Regions from separate parts of the Mus musculus genome. Here regions 1 and 2 are each linked to region 3. A link is a contact called in public Hi-C data. All regions are on one chromosome and are shown on one strand. Each heading gives the region's core, a stretch centred on a gene start, on an enhancer-like site or on the middle of the called end of the contact. The rest is flanking DNA. Distances are from core to core; before and after follow the strand shown.

Evidence for each region. Hi-C and Micro-C count contacts between places; a contact is called where the count stands out from the background.
Region 1: a Hi-C map of cortical neurons shows a contact between it and region 3. The contact joins two enhancer-like sites. A contact is called at or near these places in 5 of 484 Hi-C or Micro-C datasets (cerebral cortex, cortical neurons, embryonic stem cells and 2 more), 2 of 115 datasets of contacts at active chromatin or transcription factors (SST interneurons and embryonic basal ganglia) and 2 of 9 other capture datasets (embryonic stem cells and pancreatic islet).
Region 2: a contact with region 3 is called in a Hi-C map of epidermal suprabasal cells, with 5 times the contacts expected there. The contact joins two enhancer-like sites. A contact is called at or near these places in 2 of 15 datasets of contacts at CTCF or cohesin (the NIH/3T3 cell line and large pre-B cells), 45 of 484 Hi-C or Micro-C datasets (B cells, CD4 single positive thymocytes, CD8 T cells and 27 more), 1 of 115 datasets of contacts at active chromatin or transcription factors (embryonic stem cells) and 2 of 9 other capture datasets (adipose tissue and liver).

The regions. Positions count from the first base shown.
Region 1 is chr14:99,218,530-99,221,229 of GRCm38.p6, forward strand. The region is part of intron 15 of Pibf1 (progesterone immunomodulatory binding factor 1); the gene reads left to right. Among named protein-coding and RNA genes, the nearest start is that of Klf5, 79 kb to the right of the region's middle. Within about 2 kb of position 1,307, at least 28 of the 459 cell types and tissues checked have an H3K27ac peak or open chromatin away from gene starts, as enhancers often do. A contact at or near this core is called in cortical neurons, where this site is marked.
Region 2 is chr14:99,125,526-99,128,225 of GRCm38.p6, forward strand. All of the region lies in intron 5 of Pibf1 (progesterone immunomodulatory binding factor 1), which reads left to right. Among named protein-coding and RNA genes, the nearest start is that of Dis3, 27 kb to the left of the region's middle. Within about 2 kb of position 1,371, at least 8 of the 459 cell types and tissues checked have an H3K27ac peak or open chromatin away from gene starts, as enhancers often do. A contact at or near this core is called in epidermal suprabasal cells, where this site is marked.
Region 3 is chr14:99,892,947-99,895,646 of GRCm38.p6, forward strand. The region is part of intron 6 of Klf12 (Kruppel-like factor 12); the gene reads right to left. Among named protein-coding and RNA genes, the nearest start is that of Gm22970, 120 kb to the left of the region's middle. Within about 2 kb of position 1,340, at least 14 of the 459 cell types and tissues checked have an H3K27ac peak or open chromatin away from gene starts, as enhancers often do. A contact at or near this core is called in cortical neurons and epidermal suprabasal cells, where this site is marked.

The DNA of each region.
Region 1 (2,700 bases), core at 57-2,556, 670 kb before region 3:
ATTAAAGGAGTAAGTATTCTAAGAGTAGCATGTCAACTCTTCAGCACAGCACCAGAGACGGTCAGTCTGGAGAATACAGTGTGATCTGCCTTTGGATCTGAGAGGGCCGTGGACAGAGAATGATTTGCATAGGTTTTCTTTCCCTGCTGGCGGTCAGCTCTCGGTTTATTCTTAACTAAGTAGTTAGAGAAGAAAGACTACATTGTCAACTTCTCTTACAAGGCTAAGCCACACTATATTGATCCAGGAAGTCAAGGTACAATATATCAGAAATATGTTTTCATATAGCAGGTGAGACAGAGCCATAAACATGAATTTCTAAGTAATAATTAACAGTGAAATGAACAATTACAACTGTAATATACCGTTCCAGATAGATGTGCTCGTAAGGAGATTTGTTTTGTAGCTTTATGAGTCACACATGCAAGCTTTATATTTTTAAAAGTAAGTTTCCATTGTTAGAAACTATGACTTTTGAAGACTAAAATTCTTCTTTTTATATAAAAGATTTATTTATTGTTATATGTAAGTACACTGTAGCTGTCTTCAGACACACCAGAAGAGGGCATCATATCTCATTACGGATGGTTGTGAGCCACCATGTGGTTGCTGGGATTTGAACTCAGGACCTTCCGAAGAGCAGTTGGTGCTCTTAACCTCTGAGCCATCTCGCCAGCCCCAAAGACTAAAATTCTATGTGCTCAGTGCTGTCAGGACAGTGGATCATGTGAATTTTAGAAATACCCATGTTAAAGGTAAATATGCTATAGCGAGGATATTCCCAGATCTTCCAGTCACAGAAATGTGGTCTGAAGCCTTCATGTTGCTTGTAACAAACTGCTGTCTTTGAGATGCAGCACAAATACTGTGTGTTATCCCCACCCCACCCAGCTTGGGGTCCACAGTGGGGCTGTTCTGCTGTTTAATTGTGGAATACTTGCTTTATTCTTGAAAAGTTAAGTTAGTATCCTTCAAGTACTTCAACACCCATTCCCATCGTACTGTACTTTATTTAATGGGCTTATTAGTGTTTGGGGCGGGGGGCGGGGGAGAGCAGAGGAAGAGAGAGAACAAAACTGCACATAAGCAAGTGTTTAAGCACTGTGTGTATGTATAAGAATGTAACACTCCTTGAAAAAGCCTAGTTCTTTTTACTGAATTATTTTACATTCGTTTTGAGGAGTATATATCTTCAGATAAAATATAAATAGCTTCGAATCTGAGCATTTCAGAAATATCAGTTGCTTACCATGCCTTAGAGCCTGGCGGCACACCACTTAATTCTTTTCAGTGCTTTGCTCAGTAGGCTCCCTGGCGCCTACCTCTGCTTGTCAGTTTGTTTTTCTGCCGAGCTGCTTGCCTTTATTGGCATTTAATTACTGTTTTCCTCTGATGCCTGTTTTTCATCTAAGTTAGTAATAGTGTACAGCATTTATGTGGAGTTTTATGTGTTCTGCGCTTTATGTAATCATTCACTAGGTAATTCGCATATCCCTTTGACAGCCCTGAGCAGTTTACACTCTTACAGAAGTGCAGATGAGTTTCTGTGGAGCTCTGCCTTTGCATGGCTCCGCTGAGGGAATGGCACAGTAGGAAGCCGGTCCGAACTGCCTCCAGCCTCTGCTCCCGAGGCTACTGAGTCCTCTCTGAGTCCCCTCGGGAAGTTGACTTATTCCAGAGTTTGTGGGAGTGGGTTTTTTGTTTTTGTTTTTTAAATCCTTTGATTTACCAATTTTTCCACAATGCTCATTATCTTTCTTTAAGTTCGGAAAGGCCCTCCTATTATTTTGATAATTGATAACTTTTAATTAAATATAACCTGAGATGTCTTACAGCAAAACGCATCTCGTTAGCTTCATTTCACCCTTGCAGATTTTTGTCTCGACATTTGAGGAACTGTGCTACTTTGATTAATTATTGCTTTTCTCAATTCTTATAGAACTGGTCACATAGATTGTTTTTTAGTAATGTTATTATATAGACTTTCATTTGATTCTTCCCACTAATTTCTGTACATCAAACAGTAATTACAGATAGTATAAAGCAGTGCTCAGTCATTTCTTAGAATATTAATATGACCTTATAATGGGCACTGCCATAAATTAGGATTTATCAGAGAAAAATCACAATGAAGACACAGAAATTGAAGAGGAAACTAAGAATTTGGAGACACAAATTATTTTCACAGAGTTTACAGTTGACTGATTTATTTAAATTATATATTTCACAATTTACTATGTTACAAATTATAAAATTTCTAGGGATAAATGTTTCAGTTTTACTTCTGAAATATATCTTAAATTTTTTGTTGTTTTGGTTTTTTTTTGTTTTGTTTTGTTTTTTCGAGACAGGGTTTCTCTGTATCTCTGGCTGTCCTGGAACTCAGTCTGTAAACCAGGCTGGCCTCAAACTCAGAAATCCTCCTGCCTCTGCCTCCCAAGTGCTGGGATTAAAGGTGTGCACCACCACGCCTGGCCAACTTCTAATATCTTGTTTCAATATTTGTCTATGCATGTGTACTTGCTCTTTACTTCAGCATTTCAGAAGTAAGCAGTCAATGAAAGAGTGGTGATGGGGCTGGAGAGATGGCTCAGTGGGTAAGAGCAATGACTGCTCTTCCCAAGGTCTGGAGTTCAAATCCCAGCAACCACGTGGTGGCTCACAACCATCCGTAAAGAGATCTGACTCCCTCTTCTGGGG
Region 2 (2,700 bases), core at 121-2,620, 770 kb before region 3:
CCTTTGATGATGCCACCCTCCCAGTGTCCTCAGTGGCTGTTTGGCTATAGTCAGGAGTACTTCATGTGCTAGCCGTCTGCTTTGACACATAGGTTACCACTTTTTGTCTGTTTTATGTGAGAGACTGCAAATTGGCCCAGATGGCTTAGAACCTCATTCCATCCAGGCTAATTGCCACTTGGTTCCATGGCTGCTTTTTTTTTCTTTTCTTTATCTTTTTCTTTTCTTTTTTTTTTGGGGGGGGGGGGCGGGCAGCCTAGGGGGAAGGTTCAAAACAAGGTTTCTCTGTGTAGTCCTGGATGTCCTGGAACTCACTCTGTAGACCAGACTGGTCTTGAACTCGGAAGGAAATCCACCTGCCTCTGCCTCCCAAATGCTGGGATTAAAGGCGAATGCCACCACTGCCCAGCTCCATGGCAGCTTTTAAATGTGCCTGTCTCCTTTCCTCATTGAGTACTCTTTACTTCTCATAGGCGCGTTCAGACTGGATGTCTCGTTACCAATGATGTTCTTTTATTTAGGTTAGCTTTTGAAACTGAATCTGCCGTGCAGTCTAGCCTGCCACACCTCCCTAAGGATGCTGAATGCAGTTTTGCACCACCACAGTAAACTGTCAGATGATATTTTAAAAAATATGTATTCGAGAAATAATTGTAATGATTGTTTTAGGGGAGAGAGGTCAGAATCAACTTTGATTTATGTACATATGATATTTGAAGCCATGAAACCTATAATTAAAGTTGGGTTTGGGCAGCAAGTTAAATTAGCTTCTGTTTAGTGGTTGTATAGTTACTATAAAATAGATTCTTCAGGAAAACAAACTTGAAATTAAGAAACGGACAAACTGTGTGATTTCCAGATCCTAGACTTTAAACCTGGACTCCTATGCAAACCATTCAGCCCTCCAGGCTGCTGGTCCCTTGTTTTGTTTCACTGTTAACTTACTGTTTCTATGTTTCATGGTGATTTTTAATATAGATGTGTCATTACACTGTGTTCTCTTTGGTTCCCTGTCACCATGGTCACTAAGTTAGTACCAGCTCCTGCTTGCTTTCTTACCAGTTTTTCCACTACTCTGCTTCCCACCCTCTTAGACACGTGCGCGCACACACACACACACACACACACACACACACACCCCACATACATAAATACAGACACATACTTTCAACTCTAGATTCTATATATTAAGAAAAACATAATATTTACCTTTCAGTTATAATTTATAATCGATGCTATCTTCCTGCAGATGTCATGATTTCGTAGTTCTTTGCCATTCAAGAAATTCCACTGTGTAAATGTATTACCACATTTTCTCTATCTGTTCATCTGTTGATGGACATCTAAGCTGGCTCCATTTCCTGACTTGTGTAATAGTGCAACAATGGACATGAATCGACATGTATTCCTCTGGTGTTTCATCATGGCCTTATCTTGAAAGGAAGATTGTGATAGATTTTCTCCAGTGTATTTTTCATCTCTGAAATGCTGAGTATCTAAAATAGCTGCTGTTGTTTGGGCTTAAGAGAATTGGAGGGTGGGGCCCCATTCAAGCCTCTTTTTTAAAAGCTTGTGATACGTAGAGAAATTGGAATGGTAGAGCTCAATTTTTTGTGAATCAAAACCTCACTCATTTAACAACAGATCAAGCAATAGAAATTTCTTTCATGCTGCCTCTCCACCACACACACACACACACACACACACACACACACACACACACACACACACACACACACACTACATATAATATTATTGCTTAAGAGGTGATATGTTATTTAATCTTTAATTTTGTCTGGGAAACAATTAGTTGCTAGGCATATACTAATTTTGAAGTAACCCTGTCTATGTTTGACTTACCTATACTAAGCCCTAGGACTCTAGACTCTATCTTTCATAATTAGTTTACTCGTTAAATATTTCTGCTATAATGACTAAGGGTTACTGGGTATACAGAGAAGATAGAACAGGCCTTTAAGGAGCGCAGGGTTATGTGTGGGTATATGGAGAGGGTCATAGATAAGACCATTATAGCATAAAATTATAATTACAGATATAGTATTTTCTACATGGAGATAGCAAACAACTTGAATGTGTGTGTGTGTGTGTGTGTGTGTGTGTGTCTCATTGACCTTGGCAGTCAAAAGTGTGTTGTGTTCCAAGTACACAAAGCTATCAAGCAGTGGCAGTCTCCTTGATACCTCAGATTGCACTTGTTTCCCCTTTGTAATTGCTTTCTCATTTCAAAAGAGAAAACGGTACTTGGCTGTTGATTCACTCAGCTGTTACCTAGAAATTTCCACTTTGAAAGGGGTGCCAAATGCAAACTTTGTGTCTACTTCTTTTTCTATAAAAATATTTATAATTTTTTTGCATCTAATTCTATACATTGTCCTCTCTTGCTTCTTCCATAAATATTACTTACAAAACTTTTATATAAAAGCCACAGTACTAGGTGCTAGGATTATGAGAAACTTAATCTTTTGCTTATCTTGTGGGAGGCAAAGAATGGCTGCTCCTAGCACATGCAATCCACTTTTCAGTGATGAGAGAACGTAAGGTGGACATCTTCCCACAGAACACAGGGGAGAAAGCAGTGGGGAATACAGCAATAGTCTACTGCCTTTTGCCTTATCCACAGAATTGTGTAGCTATAAAATGTGGATCCATTTTGAGGCAGTACACTATTTTCTGTTTTCC
Region 3 (2,700 bases), core at 90-2,589:
TCTATAGGAATGGAGAAAATGTTCAACCAGTAGTTGCTGAGCTCATCCCATGGATATGGCCTTTCAAACGGGAAACTGAAATATTTTAGTAAGAATGTAAACAACTGTTTATTTACTATGACAGTGACATAGTATGCTTACTAAATGGCAGTTAGCTTCACTTCCAAACAACTACCGCTCATACATATCAAATCCATTAGAGTCCCAAGTAAAGTTATTTAATTGTAGCCATAAGTTTACAATGACATAGCTCTATAGCTGGATCCACTTCAGCCAAGGACTGCCGAAGGCCTAGGATGTGTTATCACTGTATCTATCTGCTTCGGTTATAAAACTGATGTCCTGAGTCACACATTTTTAATGAGACTTACAACATCTGGGGATAAAGCTAAAAATGAAAATCCGTGAGATTGCCACACCTTTGGTAGCTGCTCCAAGCTTATCAGTTACAGGACAAAGAGAGATGCAGACTTTAGTTTCATCACTTCACATTTCATATTTCATTTTTTAAAATTTCTCAGCACACTTTGTTGTAGTGTGAGTGTGACTGACACCCAGCCTCACCAACAAACAACCATCCAGAAAAATCCCACTACCACCAACAAAAAAGCCAAGACAAGACAAAACAAAAACAAAAACTAACCAACCAAACAAATACCCAAATTCATGTTGAAATTTAATCCCTACCATGAGGCATTTAAGGAGTAGTAAATAAGTCTCTCAAACATTCCTGTCTCCTGTCCTGTGACAGCCACCACGGGACTCCAATATCAAGAAGGCCACCATCTAATGCAGTCCTTCAACCTTGAACCAGACCCAGAAATCAGGATCAAGCTTAATTCTTTAGATCTTGCCTAGTCTGTGATACTGTAACATCAGCAGCAGAAGCAGACTAAGACAACCATGCAGCTCACAGACTACATGAACTCTGGCCAGGACTTACAAGCTACTTACCATGAGGATTCTACCCTGAAAAGAGTCAGTTTTTAGATGGTATCTCAGCACCATCACTAGGCTGTGTGCTTTGTCTTATAGTTAATAGAGATAGGAGGGAGATCCTAAAAGGGGAGTTCAAGGAACCATGAGCAATGACGCAAATATCAGAAGTAGCACTGTATGTATCTGAAGGTGGACCCAAAGGCCACCGCGATGGACAGCTGTCCGAGAATCTCCCCAAGCCACTTTAGAATCTTATTCAGGGAAAAAAAAAAAAAGAAATCGAGATGTCAGTTTAGAAGAAAGAAATACATGAATAGCAATAAGAAGCGATGAGTCAGGGGAAAAGTGAGACCGTGGAATCTGGAGCCACTTAGCATCACCGCGTGGGAGGGAGCGTAGGTGTAAGTGGGGCTTAAGTGCATCACACGTGTAATTTATAAATAACAGTGATCCGGTTACAGCACATGCCCCTTTCATCCGAGGAGGCGTTGCTAATTAGTGTACAGTTTCCTTTACTTTTAAATGTAAATAAGGACAGATTTCAGACACGGTCTAATCATCCCTGGTTCATATTTTCAAGCCTCCATAAGTAACCTTTCGATGTCTAATATTCTGATATGAGTTATTTTTATGAAGGCAGATACATGAGAAATGTATCTATCTCAAGTTCAGTTTATAGAACTTGATATAAATTCTATCAAATAAATAAATATAAATATAAATTTTAATGAACATTAAACAAAACTGCCCTATTAATGACTCTCCCCCACCCCCGCCCCAGATTTGTGGCAGAGGCATAATATCAATTTGTAATATGAAATATTTCCAATATTTATTGAAAAAGAAAAGACATGTTGGGATTATTTTTAGAAACTTGGCTTGAAATTTAACTCCGTTTTCCATTCATTACTAAGTTGAAATGCTCTGTGGAACATTTCATTCTGATTGCCACGTTTCACTTTAGTGTGTCCCACACAGCAGGAGAGCCATCATATTTCCCACCTAGACTAGCTGCAACAGCCGAGTCTAGTGCTCCATCTAGTGGCTGTACGCATTACTGACACCTGAGAGCTAAAACAGCATTGAAATTACTTTGTGGTTATCAACCTTCCTAATGCAGCGGCCCTTCAAGACAGTGCCTCAGGTGGTGGTGATACCCAACCATAAAATTATCTTCGTTGCTACTTCATAACTGTAATTTTGCTAATGTTATGAATCATATTGTAGGCATCTGTGTTTTTTAATGATCCTAGTTGACCCCCATGAAAAGGTACTCCGAGCCCCAAAGGTTGAGAACCCCTGCTTAAGACAATAGTGAACAACCTAAATGATGCCATATTTTCTTTTAGAATGTACACTTAATATACCTGTACTATCTTTAAATGAAGGAAATGAAAAGTAGATATTCACTGTACAAGTAAGACTCCATTAACTTAAAGCTTCTACAATTTCATTTAAATACACTGCATACCTTATTGTGTGGAAGAAATATACAATGTAGACGAGAGGGTAGGAACAGTGGGCCTGCTGGCAACATTGTGATGACTCCTGAGCTACATTTTCTCCTTTGTAATGTTCCTTTAACAATGTAGCCTCGGCAGGGGTTGCCATCATGACACTATTTCAAAATAATTGCTCACATATTCCTGCCACTACCTGAGCGGCACAGTAACAAAACAGAGTTGATTATTTTAAAATTGAAATTATTTAAATGTGCACTCCCAAACTCTTCTTTAATTGTGTATGCATTGCTAACATGTA